Linked DNA regions of Mus musculus: region 2 is linked to region 1. The links are chromatin contacts, called in public promoter capture Hi-C maps. All regions are on one chromosome and are shown on one strand. Each heading gives the region's core, a stretch centred on a gene start, on an enhancer-like site or on the middle of the called end of the contact. The rest is flanking DNA. Distances are from core to core; before and after follow the strand shown. Region 1 holds the start of Aagab (alpha- and gamma-adaptin binding protein). Region 2 holds the start of Herc1 (HECT and RLD domain containing E3 ubiquitin protein ligase family member 1).

Evidence for each region. Promoter capture Hi-C pulls out the DNA fragments that hold promoters and counts their contacts.
Region 2: a promoter capture Hi-C map of pre-B cells shows a contact between it and region 1, with 2.8 times the contacts expected there. The contact joins the promoter of Herc1 here to the promoter of Aagab in region 1. A contact is called at or near these places in 2 of 39 promoter capture datasets (cranial neural crest and pre-B cells).

The regions. Positions count from the first base shown.
Region 1 is chr9:63,600,209-63,606,703 of GRCm38.p6, forward strand. It overlaps Aagab (alpha- and gamma-adaptin binding protein), which reads left to right and starts at 2,438. Exons shown (of 10, transcript NM_025857.3): 1 at 2,438-2,563. The coding sequence starts at 2,491. Iqch (IQ motif containing H) reads right to left here and starts at 2,285. Exons shown (of 22, transcript NM_001311098.1): 1 at 2,159-2,285. The coding sequence starts at 2,209.
Region 2 is chr9:66,345,707-66,352,718 of GRCm38.p6, forward strand. It overlaps Herc1 (HECT and RLD domain containing E3 ubiquitin protein ligase family member 1), which reads left to right and starts at 4,744. Exons shown (of 78, transcript NM_145617.3): 1 at 4,744-4,915. Gm30447 reads right to left here. Exons shown (of 2, transcript XM_006511600.4): 1 at 4,915-7,012; 2 at 4,619-4,812. The coding sequence starts at 5,365. The coding sequence ends at 4,637.

The DNA.
Region 1 (6,495 bases), core at 1,188-3,687:
CCTGACATAAGTATCTGGATGCTTTAGTCACAAGGCAGTCTAACAACAAACACAGTTTATTTACAGTGGGGTTTTGAGCTGCCCTGTGTCTGTTGTGACGTGTGGAGGAACGGGAGTCTTCACAGAGTCAGCCTCGAGGGCCATGTGAGTTTGAGCAACATCCCAGCTCTGACTGGAGAAAGCTCAGGGAAGTTCTTCTAGTTGTCCAGCTTCTATACGATGTCACACGATGTCACACGTTGTGCCTGGAAGGAGGTGATACCTGACACCTCTTCTGGGATGGCCCCTGGACTCTGCTATGCATCTCTCTCCTTGGCTAACTTTAATCCTAATCACCAGGGTAGCTCATCTCTGACTTCCATGAGCCTTTCTCACAAATAAAATGTGAGAGTGCCATGGGACTCATAGGCTCACAGCCAGCCTAACTGACGTGAGGGTTGTTCGAGAGCTTCATACATGACCTTGCAGTTGGTGTCAGTGAGGACATGGGTGGGGACTGTCCTCGCTGGTGTTATATTTGGCTAAATTCACCACAGGGGAAATTGTTGAGTGTGATACAGGTAAGATTTAGGTCCAATTCATAACGGGGATGTCTATGAAGCTAGTGGGCTTAGGAACTCTGGAGTTTTGAAAAAGGTGTACTAGGATGTGTATTCTAAAGCGTTCAGGACGCTATCTCAAGCCTTTGTCAATTAAATATGAGTTAGAAATTATGGTGAACTGTGGGACCCCGACTTAGAGCGTTTCTCCCAGGAAGGTAAAGCCCCTGGACGGTCCCCAAGCTTGTTTTCCCTGATCTCTAAAAATATAGCTAGAAAGAAGCTCTTTGTTCTCTATAGCCAGCAAAAAGCCTTTTTGTTTCTATACTGTACAACCAGAGATGCCTGCCTTCCTGTGCCGAGGACACGGAGATAAAAATTCAGAAAGAACTCACTCCCCACACCTGCCTTGTAAATTTCACCAAGGACACCCAGAAGAGAAGAACTCTTCCCAGCTCTCCTCCCAACTCTTCCCAACACCTCTCCCAATTCCTCAGCTAGCTGTTAAAAGCCCCCTACTGTCACCACTCGGGTCGAACTCCCCTGCCCTGCACTGTGGAGGGACTTCGTCCTCAGCTAGCTGATAATAAAACCTCTTGCAGTTTGCATCAGGTGTGGTTTTCTCTCGAGATGTTGGGGTGTTGGCCAGCTCATCCCGGGACTTGAGCAGAGGCCCAGCATCGGGGGTCTTACAGAACTTCTTAAAGTGAGACCATCTTAAAGGGACCCATACCTAAACACGGAAAAAAACAAAACAAAACAAAGCAAAAAAAAAAAAAAAAAAACCAAACCAACCTAGCTGTTTCAGAAAAATTGTTCAACTGTCACAAACTGAATTACACTGGAGAAGTCAAGTCTTTGAGAGCTTTCTCCCTAGATTATAAATAAGATATTTCTCCAAGTTTTCATTTTTTATGTTGTTTTGTAATCCAGGTGATCTTAAAAATATGTTTGGTAACGCACACCTTTAATCCCAGCACTTGGGAGGTAAAGGCAGGCAGATTTCTGAGTTGGAGGCCAGCCTGGTCTACAGAGTGAGTTCCAGGACAGCCAGGGCTACACAGAGAAACTCTGTCTCGAAGAAAAAAAAATTTTAAAAAAAGCTTGGGTGTGTGTTCCCAAGCAAGCAGTGACTATTGTAGGTTAAGAAGCACGGGTCCCATAGCTCACGTTCTCTTCGAACTTCTCACCACCTCCTAATGATGAATCTGTTTCTCCTTCACATCCCCAAGCCATGGATGGACTTTAAACATTTCATAATTTATTTTTAAATGGTGCCTTGAGCACCCCAGCCTGCTAGTACAGATTGATAATCCCAGTTACTCAGGAGGCTGAGGCAGGAGGATCACAAGTTCCAGGCCTGCCTGGATTGTAGAGGGTGCTCCAAGACAGTCAATGACCATCTGGGCCCGAAGTATAAGGAAGACAGGTGATGCAGCCTAGCGGTAAAGCACTTGCTTGGCGCTAGCATGTCCTGTGTTCAACCCCCAGAGCATGATGCCCTAAAGTGTAGGCGTTTCCTGCTATAGGGCCGAGAGAATAAATGGTGGTGCTTGGGATCACAGGTTTCGGGGTTCGAGGGGAGGTCTGTGCGGCCGCCAGCCCGGCCTGTTTCCCACCTGGATTAGGATGGATCCAATGGGGTCGCTGTCCTCCTGGGCCTGCGCCATGACTAAGGAGGGCAGAAGACACTAGGCTCCGGAGGTATGGCCTCCTGCGGAGCGCTCCTAGATGGTGCGGGCACCCGTCACCATAGCAACGCGGCGCGCGCGACCGGCGCGCTCCACTGGAGGAGCGGGGAAGGGGGGTGTGAGGGCCAGCCGGAGCCTCGGCTGCCCAGCGCGCGGCCCCGCCCAGCGCGCGTGCCCGGATCATCTCCCCCGCGTGCCCGCTGCAGTGGTACGGCCCAAGGCGGAAGCAGCGCCGGCGCGGAACCCGCTCTGCCGCAGCGATGGCTGCCGGTGTACCCTGCGCGCTGGTTACCAGCTGCTCCGCCACCTTCACCGGGGACCGGCTGGTGCAACGTGAGTAACCCGACGTCTGAGCCGGGCTGCAAGGCCCAGTTCAGAGCCATGGGCGCAGGGCCGGCGACCTCTCCCGGGCTCTGCCCGAGCTGGGCCCTAGGCTCCGGCTCCTCCGCAGGTCTCGGCGCCAGGCGCTTAACCTTCTGCCTGTGTAAAGTGAGGCCGGTTTCTGACCTCCCGCCTCAGGGGTGGTGGCAAGCACCCCCTAAGATGATATTCAAGACCCCGGAAATTGTGCTCTTAGACGAATGTAAGGCGCTGGAGTTGCGGTGTTGTGTTTGGGGGTTATGCCCCTGCTGCTGGGGTAGTGGTTCCTCTTGTGAACTGAAGTGCTCAGCAAAAAAACAAAAAAACAAACAAACAAAAAATGCACGCGCGTTAGTGTTCTGCCAGGATGATGGACTGACCAGAACTCCTGTGATTGTGGAGAGCTGGAATTTTAATAACTGTAGCCAGATTCTCGTGGACTGTCTCTAGTCTCCTTCTTAGCCATTTGTTGCCCACTTCTGTGTCTGACCTAATATCCTCTGACTATCAGGTAAAGTCCTTTTGGGAATAAGCAAACAGACCCCCTAGCTTCCATCAACCCAAAGGCTAAGAATTTTATCAGTTGGTGTCTGAGGCCTACAGCAAGGGCTTCCACGATGTGCTGTAATCCACCAACCTGTTGTTCCCCTCAATGTATTTTTAGAACATCCTGATATGTAGCTTTGTTGTTCCTATAAGAACACCATGGAATTGTTATTGCCACGTTGGAACATTTGACTTGAGGCACCCCTGATTCCTGTTCCCTTTTCATGATCCCTCATATTTGGCTCCAGAATAAACGCTTACTCCCTTAGAGATGAGAGCTGTGGGCGTTCTTGATTCCCTCCCCTTGATTGTGTGTGTGTGTGTAATGTACATACATGCATACTTGTGTGTACATGATATTTGTTGGGTGCCCCCTCACTTGCAGTTACATTTCTTGAGTTCTTTCTGAGGTGAAAGTTCCCCGGAAAAAAATGAGTTTGAGGTGTTACTGCACCCAGTGCTTTTGCTTCTGGACCCTAAGGGCTATAAAATTCAGGGTTTTGTTTTTGTTTTTGTTTTGTTTTTTTTGCCTTTGTTGTGCATACGCGAATATACGTGTGTGTGTGTGTGTGTGTGTGTGTGTGTGTGTGTGTTTTCTGCTTTTTAGTCCCACTGCTCTGTGCATACTGAGCGTGGCACTCTACCTCAGAGATAAACCCCAGCCCCACCCCAAAATGAGCTCTGAAATGTAGGTCAGAGAGACTAGTGAGCTAGAGCTGAGGAGGCAGCTCACTGGCCAGGTCTATGGCTCTGACTGTGGGCAAGTCACTGAACCTCTGCCCTTCATCTTCCTATCTGTGGGCTGAGGATTATGTTTGGCCACAGGCCAGCACGTGGCAAGCATTGGATAAGTGGTTGGCCTTATTATAAAAGCGTATCACCTGTTTAACTCAGGCTTTGCTGAGCCTTAAAGGGGGCACATGAAGAGGTGTCCTGGGAGACCGTGGGTGCTGGCTTGCAAATGCGGCCGAGCCTGTAAAGCATCGTGCAGTTTGTAATTATTTTCTACACCTGTTGACAGAATTAGGCATGCTGTCGTTCCTGCACGGGTATTCTATAACTTGCTTATTCTGAACACTTAGACAGTTCCTTGCTAGGGCAGAAGCTTAGTTACAACATTCATAAATGAGAACCAAACTCTTTGCCATTCTCTTACTTCCCCTAAGCAGTGCTCCCCTTCCCCCATCCCCCACCAGGGAGTGCTCCCCTTCCCCCACCCCCCACCAGGGAGTGCTCCCCTTCCCCCATCCCCCACCAGGGAGTGCTCCCCCTTCCCTCCCACCAGGTCTCCCATCTTTGCCCCTTCTACTTCATGTTGAATTTAGTAAAATTTAGCATATGGAGAAAAAAATGTTAGCTGACATTTTGGTGGTGTTTTTTTTGCCATCTCCCCGGGGCCCCTGCATATTTTCTGTATTTTATAATTATTGTAATTATATAATTCTACTTCATATGTAGTTTTTAGCCTGGTGTGTGTGTGTGTGTGTGTGTGGTGTTGATGATGGATTCCAGTGCCTTGCACGTGTTAAGCAAGTGCACTACTACTGAGTCACACCCTAATCCCCATCCTGATATTTTTTTAACACTAAGTCAAAAAGTACTTTCTATTGTACATCCATGCAGTGAATATACCAGACCTTTCTGAAGGCGTTTATGGGTCTGTATTTATCTGACTTTCAATAAAATGTATATGCATTTAGAGTCCTATTAGTGATAGGTGAATGATCTTTCAAAGGCAGGCTCAGGAATATTATATATTCTGATAGCTATGGTGCTCTGTCTCCCTTTCATCCTCCAAAAAGGTCTTGTGTGTCTCCTAGGCCAGCTCTGAACTTGTCCAAGTGTTGAGCCCGCCGTGCCTGGCCCGGTCCTGTTTCTCAAAGATCAGAACTGGCAATCGTGGTCAGTTCCTTGAAAGAGCTGATCGACCACCAGTAGCCAGCAAATGGTGGCATTCTTCCTTTGTTCTTTAATAGAGACTTTGAACATTATTGGTGTGTGTGTGTGTGTGTGTGTGTGTGTGTGTGTGAAGTTCTACGAAACAGCCCATTTTGTTTCTGTATGCAGAGTGACTTAGGAAACTCTAATTCTTGTTAAAATTAGGTGCCACTCATCAGTGCTCCACACGTCAGCAGGGGAAGTGCAGAAAAGCCAGCAGATGGTTTAAATAAGTAAAGCAGGAAAGAGGGCTGGCCAGTTCTTACAAGGTCATGGGGACGGAGGCCTCAGATGGCGTTAAAGACGGACGGACGGAGTTACACTATTCAGGGAATGGATTTAATTTGGGGATGGAAGACAGAGACCACCACGATGAGTGGCTGTAGTCTAGGTAGGACCCGGGTTTCTGATTGACTGGGATGTGCCTTGATCTGGAAGAGGAATCCTGTTTCTGTCATCACTCTCTCTGTATCTGATCTGCTTTACTGCTCTTGACCAACAGTGGAAATATCTTGTAATCAAATATCAAGTTCTTTAGAAATCCACTTTAAAAAAAAAATCAGTAGGCCTTGACTCTTGACTGTGGATAAAGAACCCGCATGGACTTTGTCAAAAACTTCTTGTCACTGTAAGACTTACTTGCAGTACTCCAGTTAGATACATACATAGCTAAGGGGAGGCCTTCTTGGCATATATATATATATATATATATATATATATATATATATATATATATATATAAAATATATATGTGTGTGTGTTTATGCATGTATATGAATATATGTGTATATATATACAATTTTTTTTAGTAAGTTTTTGTTTATTTGTTTGTGAGGGTCAGAGGACACCTTGTCGGAGTTAGCTCTCTCATCCCACCACATGCATTCCTGAGGCTGAGCTTAGGTTATCTGGCCTGTCTGCACTGTCGCCTTCTGAGCTCTCTCACCTGTCCCACAGTGTAGGCCATTAGAAGCTCAGCATGCTGGAGGAGCTTGTGCAGGGGACTGCGTGATGCGTGAGAGTGACTGCGCTTCATCAGAGTTCTTTCTGCCTGGAGTGTGTTTGTGGACATCATATTTTCATTCTAGAAATGTGTGTTATGATAAATGATTATTAAACATGGAGCTAGTGTCTGTTCTAGCTACTGCTACAAAAATTATGTCTTAAGGTACTGGTCCCACCCTCAAGAGGAGTGTAGTAAAAATGTGTGCTCTACCTGTGAGAATTAGAAAATGTTAAGAGCTCACATCTCATTCCTCTGAGAGGAACTTAGAAGAACTCCTAGAGAGTGGTGTAGTTGATGCCAAGCCAGCAACTGTGGATTAGCAGCCTTGTTTCTACATCTGGACAAGCTTCCAGAACATCTGTAGCAAAATTCTTTCAATTAGTAACATTCAGAAACTTAGAGATATTATGATAGT
Region 2 (7,012 bases), core at 3,494-5,993, 2.7 Mb after region 1:
AGCTCTTCTCTTTCTTTCTTTCTTTCTTTCTTTCTTTCTTTCTTTCTTTCTTTCTTTCTTTCTTTCTTTCTTTCTTTCTTTCTTTCTTTTTTTCTTTCTTGTCTTTTTAAAGATAGGATCTTGCTATAGCCCTGACTAGCCTGAAATGATGTAGATCAGCCTGGCCTCAAACCTGCAGCAGATGCTCCTGCCTCTGACTCTGTCTCTTTAGTGAAAACTTCTGATGCACATAGAGGGATAGACTCCATTCTTGACTGTTTGTTTAGCTTTTTTTCCCCCCATGTACATGAATTGAACCCCTACATTTCTAGCATAACGTATGACTAATAATACATGTTTGATAGTTGCAATAATTATTTTTAGAGTTTTTTCCCCTTTTTTTGTGGAACTATGATTACAAACAAAGTGTTAACAGCTATCTTGGGTTGGGGATGTAGCTCAGTTGCAGAGTGCTTGCTTTATGTTCATAAGACCCTGGAACCATCCCCAGCACTGTGAAAATAAGTAAATCAACAAAATAAGGCAAACCTATTAGGTTTCCTCCCCCATCACCTTGCTGAGTAGAGGCAAGAATTCTGAGTTAGACCACAGATACCACAAACAACACAACACAACAGCTGGATATGGTTATGGTTGCATTTAACTGTAATCCCCAGCACCTGGCAATCTGAGGCAGGGGGATTCCAAGTTTGAGGCCAATCTAAGATACACAACCAAATCTTTCCAAAAACAAACAAAAAACCAAAAAACCAAACCAAGAACCAAAGACATCTATAAATAAGTATAAACAAGCCATAAGCTAAACAACGTAGGTATTGTTACCATGTTTTGGAAATGTCTCTTGGGCTCTCTGTTGGATTACCTGGATTAGGAAGACTGGCCTAAGGGACCAAGCCTGTGAAGTGGAATGTGTTCTCTCTTTACGTGTTTAAATACAAGCCATAGGCAGTGGTGGCACATGCCTTTAATCCCAGCACTTGGGAGGCAAAGGCAGGTGAATTTCTGAGTTCGAAGTCAGCCTGGTCTACAGAGTGAGTTCCAAGACAGCCAGGGCTACACAGAGAAACCCTGTCTCGAAAAACCAAAAACCAAAACCAAAACCAAAACAAAAAAAACCCACAACAACAAAAAACAAACAAACAAAAAAAAAAAAACCCAAAACAAACAAAACAAAAATACAAGCTGTAAGAACAAAATGTTTTTAATTATGATTTTTTTCCTCCATTAATCCTATCTTTCTTCAAAGCTAATAGGTGTATAAAATGACTCCACATCAAAGACCCTTTTCTAATGGCTTAAGAGCTGTGCATTTTATTAGAACAAAGCAGAATCCACAACCCACAACAGAGCAGTTTGCTGAAGTCATTCTGGAGCTGACTTACAGATCATCCTTCACCAGCCTTTGAGCTCTCTTTGCTTTTCTCTCCCTGACTTCCTCCCCTACACCTTTCTTATTTGTTCAGTACCCTGCTGGGTATTGTAATGATCTATTCTCTTCTTCCATTTCCTCCATTGGACCAGAACCTCCTTGAGGGTAGGTGTTAAAGCTTGTCAACAGTCTGTTTAGAGCCTCATACAATGTGTGACCAAAAATAGTTCCTCAGTGGAGATGTGCTAAGTGAATAAATGAAAATGTCTCAGATAATTTCCTACATTCTTTGACTTTTTTTTTTTTTTTTTTGACAGAGTCTTACTGTCCCTTTTGCTGGCCTGGGGTTCTCTATGTAGACCAAGCTGGCCTTGAATGCATAGAAATATGCCTGCCTCTGCCTCTCGAGTGTTGCAATTTCCAGTGTGCACCACCATGCCTGGCTTTTTGACTCTCATACTCTTGGGTAAGGAGTAAGTCCATTTACTCACAGGCAGAAAAGGGGAAGGCAGGTTGCGATTTCCTGTGACAGCAGGACTCTTATCTGTAGACTCCTGAGTTGGCAAGTTTCTGTTTTCAGAGTCATGGTTCAATACATTCTCTGAATCCTTTTAGCCTTTCCCTTTTCCTCCATATTTTTACTCTTCTGATTTCGCTTCCAACTTAGCTATAGCTTTCGTTTTAGAGCTAAGCATAGCTTATAGGCAGATGCGAGATGAAAATGACACATTTTTCTGACTTTCCAGTCCCTGACTGTGGTGCACGAGTACAGAACGTGCCTTGGGAGGCCAATGGTGGCATATGCAAGCAGGGAGAGTTGCCTCTCTGTTGTGGCCATGGTGCACAGCTCAGAGAGCTATCAGGACAAGGATCCATTATGATAGTGAGCCCTTGGCCTTGAGAACACATTTCCATTTTTCTAGGGGAGATCTGAGGTGGTAGAGGTGGGAGGCTGATGTTGATGAGGCTTTAAAAAAGTGCTGATTTGAGTACTTGAGTTTGGAAAAAGTGGTATGGCCAAAGTCATGGTGGAAAGTAGAGTTTCCTTGCTGACATTGATTTGTAATTGTATGTGGGGTGGAGAAATTGCTCAGCTGTTAAAGTACTGACAGTTCTTTTAGAGGACCCAGGTTTGATTCCCAGCACCTACGTTGTGGCCCATACAGTGGTGGGTAATGTCAGTTCCCAGGGGTCTAGTCCCATCTTTTGGCTGTTGTGGACACTGCATGCAGGTGGCACACAGGCATGTATACAGGCAAAACACTTTACACAAAAGATAAAAATAATAAGTGAAAATTTAAAAAGTAGTTGAGTGCTGTTGGACTCAATTATATTTAGTTCTTTGCATATATCTCCTAGGGAGGAAGCTAAATAGAGGGCAAGAGAGGAAATGTCTTTTTTTTAAAAAAAGATTTATTATTTTTAAATGATATCTATGTGTATATGTGCATATCTGTATGGGGGTATGCACATGTGAATGTAGCTGCTTGCTAAGGCCAGAGGTGTCAGATCTCTCTGGAGCTGGAGTTCCAGGCAGTTGGGAGCCTCCTGATATAGGTGCTGGGAACAGAACTCAGGTCTGCAAGGCAGTGAGTGGGAGAGGGAGAGAGTGGGAGAATGGGAGAGGAGAGAGAGAGAGGGAAAAGAGGGAGAGAGAGAGAGGAGAGAGAGAGGGAGGGAGGGAGAGAGAGAGAGAGCACGCAAAATGTCTGGATTCTATAGGGAGAAGCCTCTGGGGGAAGGGCAACCCAGCCCCTGGGCTGCAAAGCTCACATTTGGGGGCAGGGTATGACAGGTCGGAACTGAGGGATGCAGGGAGAATCAGGAGGCCAGGTCTGCTTTGATATGAAAAATATGCACCTCAGTCCCTTCTCCCCAGGACCAAAACCAAACACCTGAGACCATAAAAAGCACTAGCAACAATGTCATCACTCCATGCTAATCTGCCTCTCATACCTAGACTAGAACACACATCTTATACATAGAAGTTTATATGCACCATTAGAAGTTCTATTTAGTGATTATCTCATTATCTATACTCCTCTAAGGAGGAACCCTGTCATAATAACTAATATTCTAAATGAACAGATTAGGAACTGAGGTCCAGGGAAGCCAAGCAAGCCATTCCAAGTCACACACAAAGCTGAGAGTAGCTTTTGTCTTAGGCTAAATTTGTATGATACACATTTCCAATTGAACCAAAGGGGAGGAACTCAGTATGTGGACCAAACTGGCCTCAAGCTCACAGAGATTGCCACCCCACCCAGCTGCTTATACCATGTATGTTTATGTCTTTAGCACAAGAATTTTTTAAAAAGATTTTATTTATAACGTCCCCCCTTCCCCAAAAGCCTTTAGTCCCAGCACTCTGGAGCAGAATCAGGAAAAAGCCTGGTCTTCAGAGAGTTCCAGGACAGCCAGGGCGATGCAGAGAAACCCTGTCTTGAAAACAAAAACAAATTCATGTGTATGTGTGGGTATGTTAACGCGAGTGCAGGTTCTTGTAGCGTTCAGAAGTGAGTGTTGAAGTTACAAGTGGTTTTGGACATCCTGAAGTGAAGTGAAGCCAAGTCACTCTGTAAGAGATAGCCCTCTTAACCGCTCTCTCTCCAGAAAAACCTTTTGCTGAAGGTGGCTACAGTGGTGAGATTGGGAGTCCTTAAGTACAGAGGCATTCAACAATATCAATTCAACATTTGAGCGCCTACATCTATGCTAGACGTTGGGCTAGATGACCAAGTTAGTGTTCTTCCTCAGAGTGCATCACTGTATAGGTCAGGGTCAAGACCTGTACTAAAGGTCAATCCTCCCGTGTTCCTCAGACAGGGCAGAAGTTGGTCAACTTAAACACTTGCTTGGGCGTAAACTTAACCAGCCACAAGGTTAAGGGCAGACTGTGATGGGAGATAAAGGGAGTAGAGCGCCCGGCAAGCAGCCGAGATAAAGGGGTGTGGCCGGCCGCAGCTTTTTCTCTCGGTCCTCGGCAGCCCCGAGGCCTCGGCAGCATTCGGACCCCGATCCTCTTGCAGACTGTCCCGTACTCATCCTGAACACATCCACGCTCGCCTGATCCTTCAGCGCCCTTTGTGAAATGCCCCCAATTGATAGTTCCCTACGGGCACACGTGACTCCGCGAGGACCCAGCGGTTAAGAGACATGGGGCGGTAGAGTGTCCCCAGTACCCTCACAGGAAGGGTCTCCCGGCCGGCGATGTACTCATCGCTTTCCCATCACTGCCTAAGCCGGCATCTTCTCTCCCTTTTCCTCTCAGGTTGCCTCCCACCTCCCGCGCGAGGCCCGGAGGAGGCAGGACCAGCGCTTCTGATCTCGCGAGAGTTCCCTCATAAGTCCCGCGAGACTCGCCTGCCGCTGCCGCTGCCGCCGTCGCTGCCGCCGCTGCCGCCGCCGCCTCTTACGTCTTTCCCTTTGACAAGTCGCCGCCGCTGCAGCAAAAATATAAAGGACGCGGCTAGCGCGGCCGCTGGCCAGCCGGGTGCCGGGTGCTGGAGCCGCACCCCATCGCCGCCAGCTCCCGACCCACGTACGGTAGGTAACACGTTCTCTTTCGCCATCGTGACCTCCCGAGTGTGTGATCGGCTGGCCCGGCCGAGCCGCTCGGGGCCGTTCCGGGGCCGCCCGCCGAGCGGGACTGCTGGCTCCGGGTGGACGGCGGGCGGAGGCCCGAGGAACCCCTGGCCCCCTGGAAGCCTGTTGGAAGCCGAGCCACCTGCCGGAGGGAGGGACCCGCCCCTGAATAAGCTTGCAGTCTGCGCCCCTCAGCGCCTCAGGGGTCGCGTCTGTGACCTTCTCCCCTTTATCCGCTATCGAGCGCGTCTCTCTTAGCTGGGACTGGGACTGGGGAGCGGCTCTCCCATCTCTTCCTCTTGAGGAGAGTCGCGACTCCGGTGCTCCCTGTCGCCGGCCGACTTCGGAGGGGTGGAGGTTGAGACCGTGCGTCTTTCTCCTCGTCTGCGCTTTTGGGTGGGGGCTGCTCATCCTTTCGGTAAACCTTTCTCTGAATCTCTCTTCGGATAAAATAACAATTTCTAAAGCCCTTGCTACCTGGAGCGGAGACGAGGCGACAGTTGTGTAGTCTCCAGGGTGAGAGGTGGATGGTGGTGATGACAGGAGCTAACCCTGGGAACAGTGATGGGTGGCAGGTTCCCAGGAGACACGAGGACAGAAGCTTGGTACCTACCTCTCCCAGGAGGTTATGTAAAGACGCGATGTATGTATGTATGTATGTATGTATGTACTATGCATGCATGTGTATGGTAGCTGTGAAGCACAGGGACAAAAATCTCCATTTGCGTTAGTTTTAAAAATGTGTGTAATACCTTGAAGGTGTATAGGTAATCAAGAGTGATAAATTCCAACGAATTAATAACCCATCTCCAGAGATAGCATTTCACTGTTAATATTTTGATATATTTCTAACAGACTCTTTTGTTTTTTAAGAGTACCTAGCTTGTCCTTGAATGGTACTTCCTTATTTTATGTATGTTCCCAAAATGATTTGTTTTATTTGAACCATTCCTTTGGCCCACTTGATTAAGCCGGGTTACTTGTTCATTATCATTGGCTGTTCCCAGCCGTCACCATATTTCATTGTGTCTTCTTTCAAAATGATTGTTGCTCAAATAGCTTTAAAAGTCAAACCTTAACATTGTTCTTTTTGGATATAATATCTGAGTTATTTTTATAGTTTTTCTTTTTTTGTGTGATGAGTCCTCTAAATCGGGCCGGTGTTTATATAAAGAAAAGAAAAATTAATTGCGATGAGGAGAAAGTAAGCTTCAAAGTTTTTAAAAAATTGATGGTGATGTGCCTTTGATTATATGTTTACATACCTGTGTGTTTATACAAGCAAAAGTGAATGTCCCGAGTGCTCGTATTATGCATAAATGCACGTGTCAATGCATGCTTGTCCTCTGCACTTGTAAATCTGTATATTTTAGAAATAGGTTAAAATATTTTGTCATGTAGTTTGAGAAAAAAAAACAGCATAATGTAGGACAAAGAACAGTCAATTATATTTTTCCCAAATCACATGACCGGATTGTATGGCAGGTTGGAAGCCTGGCATCTTTCAAAAGGAGGATAGATTATCAGTTGTCATTGAAATGGATGGCCTTTTAAGGCCTCTTGGAATCAGCAACTTGTATGAATTTTGCTTTCCCTAAGGTTCTTATCACTTTGCTTCTTAAATTTCTGGTCTTGCCAGTTCCTTTCAACATGGATGCATTGATTTGCTGGTTATGTATTTTCTCTGTGCAGTCGTGCTGGTGGTATATGGAGGAGAAGCAAATGCATCACATAGTCGTCTCATTAATGTAAACATGTGAAAATATTTTATTTAAATGGATAACGCATTGAAATGGATAACACGTTAGAGGAGGACGTGCTGTTTTTGGTGTTGGATTGGTTAGTAGAAGACGCATGTAATACATGGTGAAAAGTCTTGGTGTTGTGAGCAAAATGCCTGGGTTCAGTGGGCAGCTGATTTTAAAGTGGACTCTTAGACTGTAAGTGATAATGTTGATGCTGTATTTGTGATAAGGGAAAATTGTGTTAGGTAAAAAGCACACTTGTGAAACCAAACTCGAGCTTTAGGTGGAGGCAGAATGATCAAGATTTTCAGGC